Linked DNA regions of Mus musculus: region 2 is linked to region 1. A link is a contact called in public HiCAR-type data. All regions are on one chromosome and are shown on one strand. The core of a region is the stretch at or near the end of the contact, and the rest is flanking DNA. Distances in the headings are between cores, read along the strand shown. Region 1 overlaps Pbx1 (pre B cell leukemia homeobox 1). Region 2 has its middle 13 kb from the start of Gm34421.

Region 1 (7,255 bases), core at 2,854-5,353:
CACTTTAGAAGGCACTGTCTAATTATGTATTAGAACTCCCTTGACTGTCATGCATAGTCCCTTGACTGGCCAAGTATAGAAGTTCCAGCAAGGCTGTGGTATATCGATAGAGAAAAAAGGCAGGCAGTATGAGCAAGCAGGCTTCCATGCAACCACTAGCACCAGCAATCACCTTCCTCCCAGCCTGTGCCAGGGACAATTAAGCAGGGACCTTGCATCATCTCTCCTATGGCCTCCTCTCTCGGCAGAGCCAGAATCAATCCCTGGCATCAGGTCACATAGGAAACCTGCCTGTCCAGAGCCCGCCTGCAGCTCAGGATGTCAGTTCCCACGAAGCCACACTGCAGTCGCTCAGAGTGGGAGTTTTATTAGCCATAAGCTGTGACACCATGCATTGATATATTTAAGCAATAATGAACAAGGAAAACGGCGGTTGTCTGAAGCGGCCACCGAAGTGGTAAAAATAACCAACAGCGTTTTGTGAACGCAAGGCTCCAACTCACAGATCAGAGACTCGTCGAGGGAAGAAAATGATGAAGGTTTGAGATGGTAAAATCAGAGGACTCAAGAAAAACTGTTGTAAGATGTACAGTGCCATGCGACCAGGAGCTGGAGATGGTCAAGGATGTTCAGGGACCACTGGAAGGTTTGGAGAACACTCGTCTGTAAGTGAAAATTCAGATACTTTCCATTGTTCTGCCTCCCCTGAAGTCTAATTATCTCCAAAGCCATGGCCTACAGCGTTCAATCACAACAGTAAAAATGTTTTAGTGAGAAACACTAAAAAAAGCTCCGAATATTTACTGGATCCTATCAGATTGGAAGGTTCACCATGGGCAGCCCACAGAGAAGCTAACTATGGCCTTGCGTTGCAGCGTGAATCAGCCTGGTGCTTGACAAAGCCCAGCAAGTCTTCCCGGGTCAACGCAACCTAGTGTGGTCACCCTAATGGAAATGTGCTGGGTTATGGAATACGAAGAGCATGACTTAGAGGTTACAAAAACAAGGCTTCAATGAGCTTGGCAAACGCCTCTCACGAAACCTTTCTCTCCCCCTCAACACTCAATCGACAACAGGTGGGGCATGCTGACTTCACTGGCCAAGCACGCTAAACGGTAATATAGTTTCTATGATTAAAAGGGCCGGTAAGATAACAGCAGATTTTCAAAGTTCAAAGGTGACTTCGGGGTGGCTGGCTGCTGTTTATCTTCTTTTGATCAGCCCTTTGAGTATTCCTAATTTGGTCAAACTTTAGTCGTTAATTAAAAATATGAATCTTCAGTGAATAAGTTCAGGCTTCGATATTGGGGCTCAAACATTATCTTCCGAAAGGCTTTTTACTTCAAAACTTTCCCATCGTGAGAACTGTGTGAAAATTACAGCATTTCCTGGCTTTTCTTCTCTATCCTTTGTGAACTTGACCTTTTAAAGTCTTGGCCATCCCATCAACATCATGGTACATACCTTCTACCATGTTCTGTGTTCCTGAACCAATATATCTTATATATATTCCTCTACCAAACTCTTAGTTCGGGGGGGCGTGGGGCGTGGGGGGCAGTGGACTCTGCCATCTTAGACAGGATCCTAGAAAGAATTGTTCGCCTTGACTGCTAAGTAATCCTCTACACCCTGAGCTTCAAATTACCTACACTTCGCACTGTGGCACTGTGTAGCAGAGCTAAGATAGTTGAACACATCAATAAGTTCTGGCATATAATATCAAAGCTCGATTCTCACTGAGACGGTCGTTACCCAGATTTAAACACTGACGTTTGGATCATATGACTTTCACGTTGCTGTTGACTGTGTTAGAAACTCTCTCAATCCCACAGTGCATCCTTTTGGTTTACATATCAAAAGCCTAAACGCAGATGTATCTTTGTACACAGAATCATAATGTATGTTACCCACATTTCCGTCCTCCATTTCCCCTTAAGCCTTGAACTTAGTGAGCCAAGAAATACACCAGGAATTATCCAATCTGTTTCCCTCTCGTGAGTCAAATCTACAGCAGTGATTTTCCCACTACATAAACTCCTATCTTGAACTATACAATTGATGTCATGCACTACCATAACCCTGTAGGTGACATTAGGCTATCTTGAGATCTTGAAGCCAAGTGCATCTTTTTAAAAATCGCAGCAGAGAGCAAGAAACTGCAAGTTAGAGCATATGTGCACAGCCTCTCTAGACACAAACCTGTAAATTATCTCTCAGAAAAGAAAAAAAGAAAGAAAGAAAGAAAGAAAGAAAGAAAGAAAGAAAGAAAGAAAGAAAGAAAGAAAGAAAGAAAGAAAACTTACAATTTTTAACATGTTTTGCGGTGCTCAAATTAAAATGAGCTTTTCCTTAACAGAAAAATTAAGCTTCTATCTCAGGCCGCTATTTTCCATAAGATTACAAAGGGAGAAAAAAAATCTAGAAAAGTCTTTTGTAGGAAAGACTTGGGGTTCATAGGACAATGTGCGTGCGGAGGGACAGCAGACCAGGTTTTGTGATCAGCCATCCCTGTGCACTGCCATTCATATGATATGACAATGATGGCTTACATCAAAAGCCACAGTGCAAATAATCCCCTTCTCCATGCCATCCACAGCAAAAGCCAGCCCCTAAAACCAGGGGCAGTGTGCCAGCATACACGCTCCTTAGATGCCAGCTCGCCTCTGTGCAATGGATGAAGCAAGGGAGCCTTTTCCCCTCTGAATTGGGTTTTTCAATGAATGCTGACTGGCACCAGGAGGCACCTTGGGCCCCCAGAGCCTTCTTAAAACCCTGGCAGCCTGCCAGAGGAGCTCCAACTTTGCAGCCCAGAGAAAGCCATGTTGGCAGCTTGTCAGGAGCCGGGGAGTTACATGGCGCCCTGGGGGTAATAATATTTTCCAGAACGCTCAAGCTAATAGTCCCATGATGGGCGATTGAAAGGACTGTAGGTATGCTCTTTCCTGTCCTCAGCCTTAGAGTTCTCATCCATCTCTGCAAAGTGCTGAAGCATGCCCTGCGACCTCTGTGGCAGTTAGGGACACCGCCCTTTGTTTTGTTTCATTTACTGTGTTCTATCCAAGCCCAGTCCGGCTTCTACTTATTACCATGCTTCAAATCCATTTTGTTGAGGAAAAAGATAATAAATGTTAATGTAGTTTGAAGCAGAGTGCACCTTTTATCTTTAAAGGAATAGAATTGTGTATCCATAAATGTATTGTTTAAATTCACCCAAGTTCTGTAGGATCTCTGGCTCGCGTAAATTGGATGACAAGGGATCTTCAGTCAGTTATGTTTCTTAGGGTAGCTGAGAGAAAGAGGGTAGATGGACAAGTTTCTTGTTCTTTTACCAAAGATCTGGTGAGAGGCAAGCTGTATCCCCTATGCCCAAATCCACCTTTAGTCTCTTAAAATCTTATCTCTAAAACTCTTAGTCTCGTCGGGATGGCTTTGACATTTTAACATCACGGTAGCTGGACAGTGATGTAATGTGAGGCTCTGTGTATTTTAATTGTTAGAAAGGCAAAGGCAGAATATCCAAGTACAGTGTTTTAAGCTTAAGAGAGAGCGAGAGAGAGAGAGAGAGCTCCCTAGTGTGTCACCATCCAGGTGTGTTGAGCTATTTCAAAGGTTGTGACATATGAGCACAACAGGCTGAAATCATCATGATGATGATAACAATAATAACAATAGCCCATAAACTCACGTGTGTTCATTTGTAATCTCTCCTTCTTTCCCTTTCTCTTTCCCACAGCACCCTCTATTTTAGAACAATAAACTGAATTTTAGCCACTCTAGCAAAACGTGGGTAGCCATGCCATGTGAATAGACAATAATAACTCTTCCAGTCCCTGCAATGCAACTGAACTGAAAGCCACATACAGGTTGATGCCAGTTTTACGTGTTGAAACAAACCAGTCACTCTTTCTCCCGCTAAGCAGTTAAATTAGAGAGTATTCAATTAATAACAGCTGAATATTCTGTCACATTTAGGAAGATGTATGGTAAGACAAGCGAGTTGTGATGTATCTGACAGAAATGATAAAGGCTCTCCCGACACAGTCTGGCAGATACTTGGCTCCTGCCGCGGCTCTTTCTCATGTTCTAAAACGTCAGCAGCACAGACCCAAGATCCAGCACTGGCTTCAAGGAAAGAAACATTCCAAAGTGAACAGGGAGGCCTTTGCCAAGTTCCCGAAAGGTGCCTTCTCTGCCTGTTTGCTAGGACCCATGTTCCTGTCCACAGGCCAGCAGGGCAGCAGGATTGACAGCCACAGGCACCAGTGCCCTGAACCCCCAGCCCTTGCTCAGTCTCCTCTGGCAGAGGTCAGTGTGTCCAGAGACCTGGCCACCCAGTAACCAAGGGGCTCCCTTTTTCCATTTGCACACTAAACAAGACGAAGAGCAATGACCTGGTCCCCAACGTGGTCAGGGTAATCCCTCCTGTCTTGGGCTCTTGCAGGCTGCCTGGGGGCCACCTTCTGAGAGCCAGAAAACTGCTCTCAGTACATTCCTGGCAGCTCCTGACCCTGAGCCTCTATTCACATTCCTTCACAAAACGGCCCAGGCTCAAATTGAAAAGGAAATAAAAGAGACCACAATAAAATTGCTAACATACGGAGTAACAGAGTGATCTGTGACACAATTCTGCTCCATGTTTTCCTTTCCCTTCAAGGACAGCTGGGCAGCCACTGAGGCCTGTGGACAAGGATCCATGATCATTTCCAATGTTCAGAGAGTCCAGCAACCACCAGGCAAGGGCTGTTGGCACTTAGGAATGGGTCTGCTTGCATGTCAAGGGACCAATGTGGTCCTACAAAACTCATTTCTACTGAAATGTCATCTTCTGAACTTGGGAAATAATGCACTAGAAACAATGATAAAGAGGTCTCAAGAAAGGAGAAGAGCCATTCACCAACACAGTCCCTCGAAAAGCAACTGCAACAACAAATACAGTAAGCAGACCACGGGAGGACCAATTCCTGTGGAGCATTATACTGGATGTGTTACATTGAGTTGGACTGGATGTGTTAAATAGACTAAGCAGCACTGGGTGAATCTATTCTCATGGAGCATTATACTGGATGTGTTAAATTGAGTTGCATCGCTCCAAACAAAAATCGTAAATTTGGATCCCCAGCACCCACATATCTATTACTGATGTGACAGTATGCACCCACAATCCTTGCACTGAAGGTGGGGTTAAAGGGGTGGGGTGGGGAGATGTTCACTGTTCATCCATGTTCACTGGCCAGCTAGTTTAGTCAATCAGCCAACTCCACACGTACCAAGAGATTCTGTTCCATAAAACAAGGTGGAGAGGGACAGAAGAAAGGGCATTCAATGTCATTCTGGCTCACCTGTACACAGATACACATGCACACACTCACTCACACATGCACACAATCAAATATGCAAGCACAAACACACACACACTGACACCCAGAATTGAAAAGGAAATCTCAGACACATCTTTTGCACTTTTTAAAAATTACTAGGCAATCTTTAAAAAAACAAAACGGAGAGAGTATACCAAGGGCCATTTTGTTTTACTCTCTGAGAGCATTTTGAGAGCAGAGATAAGACTGATATAGATGGTTGCATTTCCTGAAGAGTTAGGGTCATCTGGGCTCTTCTTTCATCATGTGCATCAGCAACACATTTCCAAACACAGAACTCAGCCACATTGGCAACGCCCCTACACCCATCTTCTGAGTCCATTTTAAAGAAGGTTTCTTTGCAAATTCCAGGGCAAAATATACATATGGACAAGTCTTTCCCTCCCCTCTTGAAGAGTAATTTATAAAATTGAAATTTATATTTCAGTTTATAGAATTGCTTCTAGGGGGTTGAAGACATATTTTCTCCCTCCCTCTCACCTTGCCCCCCCCCCACCGTGTGTGTGTGTGTGTGTGTGTGTGTGTGTGTGTATGTGCACATATGCAGCTGGGTATATATCTGTACACAGGCCAGAGGAGAACAGGGTCTATCAGTCTCTGCTTTATTCCTTAGAAATAGGGTCCGTCACTGAATCAGGAACTGGGCTGCAACCCTGAGCTCTCTGTCTGCCTCCTCAGAGCACTGAGGTTACACATGCACATATAACCATGTTTGTTGAGGACTTGATCTTAGGTCCTTATACCTGTACATGTAGAACCGTACCCCAGGGAGCCATTTCTTCCAGGCCCATATATTCTCTTAACAGAAAATACCCACAGAAATGTGTCTGGGTGGGGAAGGATCTCTTCTCTTCAACCGCACGACATGGCAAACACCACTCATCGGACCATAGCCATTTACCAAATCTCCACCGTGTCAACAATGACACTCAAGTTCTTTCATGTTCCATAAAAACCTTGATTATTGCCAACTTCCCCATCTACTTTACTAGCAAATACCTTGGATTAATAAAGTCCTCATGGTGCTTATGAGCAGAAAATCACTGTGTTCCCTAATCCACAGAGTGACACTGTGGGGTAACAGGCCCTAGCACTTAATTAGATTGTATAACTGTCATGAATTGGTGAGGTTTTGAATTTATATTTCAATTAATATTTAATAGAGCTTAATTAGCAATTCCCCCCTCTCCTCCACCCACATTCTGCATTCTCCCCTAATGTCTTATTTCTCCTATCTTTGCTCTGGAATGGCAATCCCTATCTCAGACTTTACAGAGGGAGGGGCACTAGGTGGCAGAGACCACTCACTCGCTGCTTCTTGGAGATGCTGTGAAAATCATGGGGCGAGATGGGTCACATTTGGAGGGTGGGGAGAGGTGAGAGTCTCTTAGAATAATCTAGTGTGGACAACACAGAAAGTTCTGGAAGAATCCTAACAGACAAACTTCCTGCCAGCTTCTAGAACTCCTGACTTTGGAGGGTCACGTTGGAAGTACCCACAGATCTGAAAAGCATAAAGCAGCCCCGAGTCATGCACAGGTATGGGCTTCACGGTTTTAGACAGTATTCTAAATATTTTGGCCTGGGGATCCATTTACAGGTTTAAAAATCAATACTTAGGGGCAGGAAGTTTGCCTCAGCATGTAAGAGCACTTGTGGCTTTTGCAAGACTTAAGGTCAGTCCCTTATGATGGCTCCTAACGAGTTGTTACTCCACATTCTGGAGATCCAACATTTACTGCTGACTTCCTCGGGAACCAGGCATTCATGTGGTACACATAGATATGTGCAGGCAGAACACTCATAAACAGAAAGAAAAAACCAAGAAATTTAAAAATTGATACTTAAATATTAAAAAAATGAGACTTCAATATTGA
Region 2 (7,255 bases), core at 3,125-5,624, 1.0 Mb after region 1:
TCGTTAAGAAGATCCCATAGCTTATGGTTTACCTCCTTCTGCCTTCTCTCCCTATTGCGCTTACAACCCCCCAAATAAGCAACCTAAACTGTCAGGGCAAGAGGGACAAAGGCGGGCGGGCTTCCTTCGTAACTCACAAGAACCTAACCAAAGTCTAAGCAGATCTGGGGGCAATTTTATTGTCCCTAGAAAAGCCTTCTTCCTCACTAGGCTATCTAAGAATTACCTATTGCTTTCAGGGACAGAACACAGGCCTCGGATTTCCTAAGGGACCTGAGAGTTGTAATCAAGACTGCAGAATCCTTAGGGAATGAAGGTCTGGAAAAAGTATTTGGTTTGTTAAAAGGGTCCCGTGCCCTGCGTTTGACCCGCGTCGCTGAGTCCTCGGTAATAAGGCAGTATTTTATCCTTGCTTCCTCTCGCCTTCCTTCCCCCTCCTTCTAATTCCTGACTCTTTTTTTACCCCCTAGAGTAGCAGCCACGGAGCATGGGGTGAGAAGTCGCTGGAAGGACAAGTTGACAGATAGGACTTGGGTCGCTGGGTCACCGCAAGGCGTCGTGATCTGGACTCAGACAGAGCGATTTCCTCGGTGATTTTAATCTTTTCGTCTGTTCACACGTCATGCCACCTGGACATAATGCAGAGAAATCTGGAAGCTTAACAAAGTTTCCCCCTTGCCCCAAAGCTCACCCAGGGAAGAGAGAGTTGGAGAGAGGGAAGGAGAGTTAACCCTTTCCCTGCCTTCCTCAGCCACAGCAACAAACCTGGACCACCTTATCGACAATTAACAATTTCAGATCTCTGAAAAACAAGGGCCTTGTGTTTATGTACACTGTAAAAAATAGAAGATGCACCCATAGACACATGAAAGTGGTGGCTTTGTCCCTTTGGGGCTGATCTTCTGCACTGGTTTTTGACTGACTTTCAAGTTTCTTGTATAGACTTCACACACAGAAAAAAAAATTTTTTGGTGTTGGGGAGAAGTGCAGATAGCAATAGAAGGGACATTGAGAAAGAGAGGTACTATGAAGGAAAATATTAATATCTTCCCCATAGCTGTGGCCAGACAGTTTCCATTCCTGAGTTCTCCATAAGGTTCTGAGCTATTTCTGACCAAGGGTGTTAATGGTTTGAATTAGCAGACTTCAGCAAAGTGGATTGCAAGCATTCCAGAAAAATGGTTCCTCGGAATCTGTTGGAGATAGGTCAGAGAGGGAGCTGCATGAGGAGAGGTTCGGAAAGATGGCGCTCCTACCAGTCTTGCCTGGGCACAGAGACAGGAAGGGCAAGGAAGCTGAGACGATACCTCGAGTTGGGGTATTTTCTGGAACATGTTTGAGACTGGAACCAGTAAGTGAAATGAGCCAGACATGGAGAGGAAAATCTCACTTTCCTCTCATGTGCAGAACCTAGGTTTAATTTCACAAATACACGTTTCTATATCTAGCTACCTGTGTATGTGGAAGGACCCACATGGAGGAGCAGAGAGCAAGATACGGAATAGGTGCTTAACATGGAAAGCAGAAGGTGGGGCTGATTTGAAAGAGGAAGGACGGGTACTGCAGGAATTTGGAAGTGTGGCTCCAGTTCTGGGGCCGAACATCTTCTGCATTCCAGTGAGCCATACAGGTGAATGTCCCTCTCTTGGCATCGATGACAGCAGAGGATGAGAGATGCATGAGTGAAATGGCGAAAAGATACACAGAAGTGGGGATAAGCCAAGGCAGATGCACACGTCCTTCCAAGCCATGAATTTGGAGGACACTTTAGCCCAGTCTTTCTCTACCTTCCTAATGCTGCAACTCTTTAATAAGGTTCCTCTTTACCTCATGTTGTGGTGACACCCCCCCAACCATAAAGTTATTTTCACTGCTACTTTATAACTGTAAGTTTGCTATGGTTAGGAATCTTTTTATTTTTATTTTTTATTTTTTTATTTTTTAGGGATAGAGGTTTGTCAAAGGAGTCACAGCTCACAAGTTGAAAGCTAATGCTTTAACTCTTCAGACAGACATGGAACCACTGGCAAAAGACTAATGAAAATGAAAAACACCCACCAGCTTGGAGTTAGCAGACACAACTCAAGAAAACACTTCTCTGATGAGTTTGGCCAAGTGGTGTCAGCTCAAAGGAAAGCAGTTAGCTACATCCATCGGCAAGGAGCTTTCCAGAAAGAAGGAAACTACAATTAGTTCCTCGGTCATATGACTCCAGCTTGCACAGGTGGAAGCCCTAGGTCTTGGCCAAATTCCAGTCTGGATAATTCTATCCCTCTCCTCATTATTCTGGCTTCAGCTCCACTGGGAGGGAGCATTGCCCTCCTTTCCTGTCCTAACATTTGGAAGCTGCCCTAGCTAGGAGAGAGACTACATTGAGTGCATTTTTTCCCCTTCTGGTTTCTAATGAGACTATTTTTCTTGTTAGACCAACTTCCAGATAGCTTATTTTTAGAATCTAGCCCCCAGACCTTTCCTAACCAGCCAGGTAAATTAGTGCATCATAAACCATAGTAATTGTGGGAACTGCTCTGTAGAGACTACAAAGGCAGAAGGGGGATTGCTGACATTTCAGGCAGACCACAGAGAATTCTAAAGTAGGCAGGCTACAACGGAGAATGTGGAAACTCATGAATACCTCCCAATCTAGAGAGAACATTATTTGAAAAATAAAATGCTGTAATAAGCAAACATAGTGTTTATAAGGCAAGGACTTTAATGCCTAATAACTGAAACCTTAAATTTTAAGAGCTAAGAATAAGTTATGTATGAGTTGGAGAGATAGTCTATAGACTGAGCTGAGGAACACTGTGTTTCTGTCCCTGGTTGCTTCTTCTTCTGACTTTGAAAACTCACCTTGTGAAACCGTGGTTTCCTTGCTTCTGCAACAAGCCTCTCCACTGTCTCTTAGGACAAAGTCTATCAGAAGAAGCTGAGGATTTAAATCCAAAGATCGAAGACCTGGGGAGATAGCTTTCTGGGTGAAAGGTTTATCTTTGAAGCATAACCTGTTAGATCCCCCCTGAAACCACATCAGAAAGCTGGTTGTGGAAACATACTTCTATTCCCAGCTTTGGAAAGACAGAGACATGTCAAGTCCCATGGCTCCTTGTCTAGCCACCTTCCCTACTTGGTAAGTTCTAGTCCAAAGAGAAACTTGTCTCTAAAAATAAGGTGGTTGGCTCCTGAGGAGTAACACCCACTGCTGTCACCTGCTAGCATCCACAGGGATTTAAGAATGTGTGTACACTAAATGTGAGTATGGTCTTGACTCTTCCCCGTAGTGGTAAAGAAAACTTAGAAAGACAATAAAGGTTTTTTTATTACACATTCATGGTATGATAACAAACTGGAGATTACTAGATTAATTAAAATACAGAATATTTAGTGGCATTTAGATTTAAAATGGAGAAAAATGAATATTAAATAAGACAGTGTATTAATTCTAGAATACTATTCTCTTGAAAACTAGAGTCATTTAATACAATGCTGTTTTCTGCAACTGAAACTTCTCCCACACCAAATACAGTCGATGAGGCAACTAGTACCCAATTGAGAAACTCAGATATCAAAAAACGAAATTATTTCTGATGAGGACCATTTAAGAAACAGCAGTATGTAACAATTGTTTAAGAATGCTAGGCATAGAATTAGAGACTTGCTCTCTCTTCCAAATCTTGAAAAACTTGAAATAACAGTAAGGGGTGAGGCTTAGCTTCCTAATCTGTGAAGTAGGACAACAATAGCTTCTTCACTGGCAGGGGATTAAATGAGGGCCCATGGTTATAAGGAGGACATAGTCCAAGTTCAAGTAACAACTAAGTGTTCAGGTCATTCCAGTGAGGGCCGTTCTTGTCTTCCTAAGTCTTTGATGACTTCCAGGTACAGTCCAGAGAGCTTCATTACTTTTCTTGTAGGAAACAACTTTCTTTGCTACCCATTTCACAAACTCAAGGATCCCAAAACTGAAAAGGTTGGTCAACTAGCAAGTGCATTTTCTTGAAAGTAACAGTGGGACTGTTAACCCTGGTGGCCTCCTGACTAGAACAGTAGATTAAACAAGAAAAAAAAAGGCATGTAGTAGTTGAAGGTCTGAATTCATTATGCATTCTGGGTTTTCAAAAATGTTTGTGTCCGAAATGAATGACAGGTGAACAACCCTTTTAGCCCATATTGTCCACAAAAGGAAAATTTTGACTGACAGCTCTGTTCATAATTCAACTTTTAGTAGAGTCCCCAAAGGACTTCCCGTTTGAGCATGTAGAGACTTCCTTCCAACACAAGGACACAATTGGAAGTGACAGAACTCAAACATGTGACAGTGTGGGATTAGGAATGAGGTCAAATAAAGAAGCAATGTTTAGATGGAAAAGAGGCACATGGGCTCTTATATCTGCTCTTTGCCTCAATTACCTGAGCCCTCAACTTGTTCACTCACAGTAGAATAAATATTTGTTTTGCAAACTTTAGTTATTTACCTGGAGAGTAATTCATTTGTGCCTTCCGATTTCAAAGGAAATTCCTTTCTCAACGTTTGTTCTTTGGTTCAGGTTTGAGCTCAAATGGAAAATACCCATCCAAGTGATAGCAATAGGGTCTGTTCCATTCTATAATCTCAAGCAGAACAGCCCGGACTAGAGGAGTCCCTGACCATGAGTAAAAGAACTCCTTTTCAATGGCCAAAGCTAACAACTAAAATCAGACACAAGGAAGTTGTCTCAAAACCACCCAAAGTAGAATTCATCACTTTATGACTCACAAGTCAATCTGGCCAGTTGCCTCTATTGTAATTAAAGTTGTATTGGAAAGTAGTGAAACATACTTATTTACATGTGGCTGCTCCATCCTACAACAGCCAACAGAGATGTTGCAACAGAGACCATGTGACATAAAAGCATAGAGTAGTTTTGGTCTCATAGGGAAAAAAAATTACACCACTTAACCTACAACTACTCAAATAGGCAGCAAACTTAGAAGTCCCATGAAGGGACTTAATCATCTTCTTAATATCAATCAGTGATTCATCTTGCAACACACACCAACATACAAAAATAGCATCCCCCCCAAAAAAATAGAAAAAAGAAAAAATCCTAAGAGTAAACAAACAAAAGAAAACAAAAACAACAAATACAAACACTTGGGACCCTGCAAATAAGAGAGATGACTAAATAAATCTGAATCTGTCTATTGGTCTTATTGATTCTATAACAAGGACCAGAAGACTCAGGTAAAGTTGGGAGTTCTAAGCTGGTTATTAACCAGGGTAAATAATTGGAGGCAACCTTGGTAGGTCATCCCTGTCCTCCATGGCCTTTGCATCTTCATGTCTAGGTAGCTGTCATTCTGTCCATCGCGTTTGATGTTGTTATGCATACTCCATTTGGTGCCTTTTGTAGAAAGGAGGAGATCTGTTTAAGGATCATTCAGCATCTTAATAAGTGCTTCATGAAGATTAAGTAGCAAGGGCATATAAAGAACAAATCACAGCCAGCGAACTTCATAGCTTTTTACAGCGTAATTTCAAAATTAGCAGATGAAAAGAAAGTGAGCGATCTTATATCGCTGCCATTTTGTAAAACACTTGAGACAGGATCACTCACAAAATGTAAGTGGCAAAGTTATTTTACATCAGCCTCTGTCAATTCAAAAAGGACTTCAATATCTCCATCCAGAGGGAAAGAAGACAGATGATAAAACGGCAGCCAGAAGAGTTTGGGCATAGAGGTGGCACTTCTGTGGTTATTAAATAATATCAGCATTGACCTTCAGTCGGGCACACTAAGGTCATGATCATCAAATATGTGGGAAATGCTCAAATATATAATAAAATCTTACAGAAGGTCAAGCAAACAGGAAAAATGAATTAAATAATGGTAGATATATGGATACAGTGACAGCAAATGACAACCTTTAGAGACAAGTAAGTAAGCCAAAAGCTGGCCACTGAAAGCAGCTATTCCAATTTCAGACATTAAAACTAACAGAACACCCAAATCATTGAACTAGAAGTTCAAGTTACTACAGTGACATATGGAAAATGTAAGGTTACTCATTCTGACCTCAACAATGAAAATGAAAAATTGTCATGGAAATGATGGCTTCACGGTTAAATAATAAAAGACAGCCATTCATGTATTTATGTGTTCGTTTGTGCATGCAAAACTTACTTGTGCCAGCTGCCTATTGTATGTTTAATACCCAGGAATAGAGTGAGCATGAATACTTCCCTCATGGAGCTCCCTTTTCTCCATCTATCTATCCATCTATCTATCTATCTATCTATCTATCTATCTATCTATCTGTCTGTCTCTCTCCTCCACATACACTTCTTTGGGAGCTGGTTAGTAGAAGGAAGTAAAGAAAGTAAAAAAACATGCAACATACCAATAAGCATGGAGAACAGACATGCCATGCTACACTGTATGGCAGATGAGGTTCTGAGAAATAGAATTCGACTGGGAAAAGGATGGTCAGGGAGAGGAACAAAATGGCAAGGATCCTAAAGTAGGAGCCTACTTGACACCTGGTGAACACAAGAAGGGACATGGGAAGACACCAAGAAAGAGTCTAGGAGGCACACTGAGTTAGGCATGTATCAGCAAAAGACAGTAGTATCTTATAGGTTGGGAAAGAACTAGCGTTTTATCTTTATTGAGATGGGAAACTTCTTATTAAAAGACCCTGGTTATCCTGAGCAACCAGATAGAAAGATGAAGTCCAGTTGGGATGTTACTACAGTTTTCAATTGAGAAGTATAGTGGTGTAGGAACAGGTAGATGAGAGCAGTGGTTGTGATGAAAATGGGTACACTATAGACATATTTGGAGGTGTTATCCTATGCGGTTATCACTGGTGTGGATGTGGGAAAGAGATGTGAATGAACCAAGATCTAGAGATGCTTTGCCAGATTTTGGCTTAGTGGGGATAAGCTATATTACTCTATACTGAATGAGAAAAACTGGGACAGATGAATGGAGAAAAGGCAACAAAAGAAAACCAAGAGTTTCAAATTATCCCAGTTTCACAAGTAGCAAGATGCCTACATCATGTACTTTAACTTGCTGTATCCAGACATTCTCCATCTTGGGACCCAAACAGGAATTGATGTTTATGCCATGACAACTAAGAATAAGGACTGACTGGCATTGTATCCAAGAAATTTTGAAAACCATGGACAGTGCCAAAATGCTCCTGCCTACACCATTAATATGTCAACAGTTGTATTTGTTGAAAATACTAGCTTTAAGAAAAAATTAGC

The links. HiCAR-type assays count read pairs that join an accessible place to other places.
Region 2: a contact with region 1 is called in a HiCAR-type map of astrocytes, with 2.9 times the contacts expected there. The contact joins two enhancer-like sites. A contact is called at or near these places in 1 of 484 Hi-C or Micro-C datasets (the C10 cell line) and 1 of 115 datasets of contacts at active chromatin or transcription factors (astrocytes).

Annotation. Positions count from the first base shown.
Region 1 is chr1:168,243,033-168,250,287 of GRCm38.p6, forward strand. All of the region lies in intron 2 of Pbx1 (pre B cell leukemia homeobox 1), which reads right to left. Among named protein-coding and RNA genes, the nearest start is that of Gm51671, 100 kb to the right of the region's middle. Within about 2 kb of position 4,104, at least 55 of the 459 cell types and tissues checked have an H3K27ac peak or open chromatin away from gene starts, as enhancers often do.
Region 2 is chr1:169,238,312-169,245,566 of GRCm38.p6, forward strand. No RefSeq gene overlaps it. Among named protein-coding and RNA genes, the nearest start is that of Gm34421, 13 kb to the right of the region's middle. Within about 2 kb of position 4,375, at least 1 of the 459 cell types and tissues checked has an H3K27ac peak or open chromatin away from gene starts, as enhancers often do.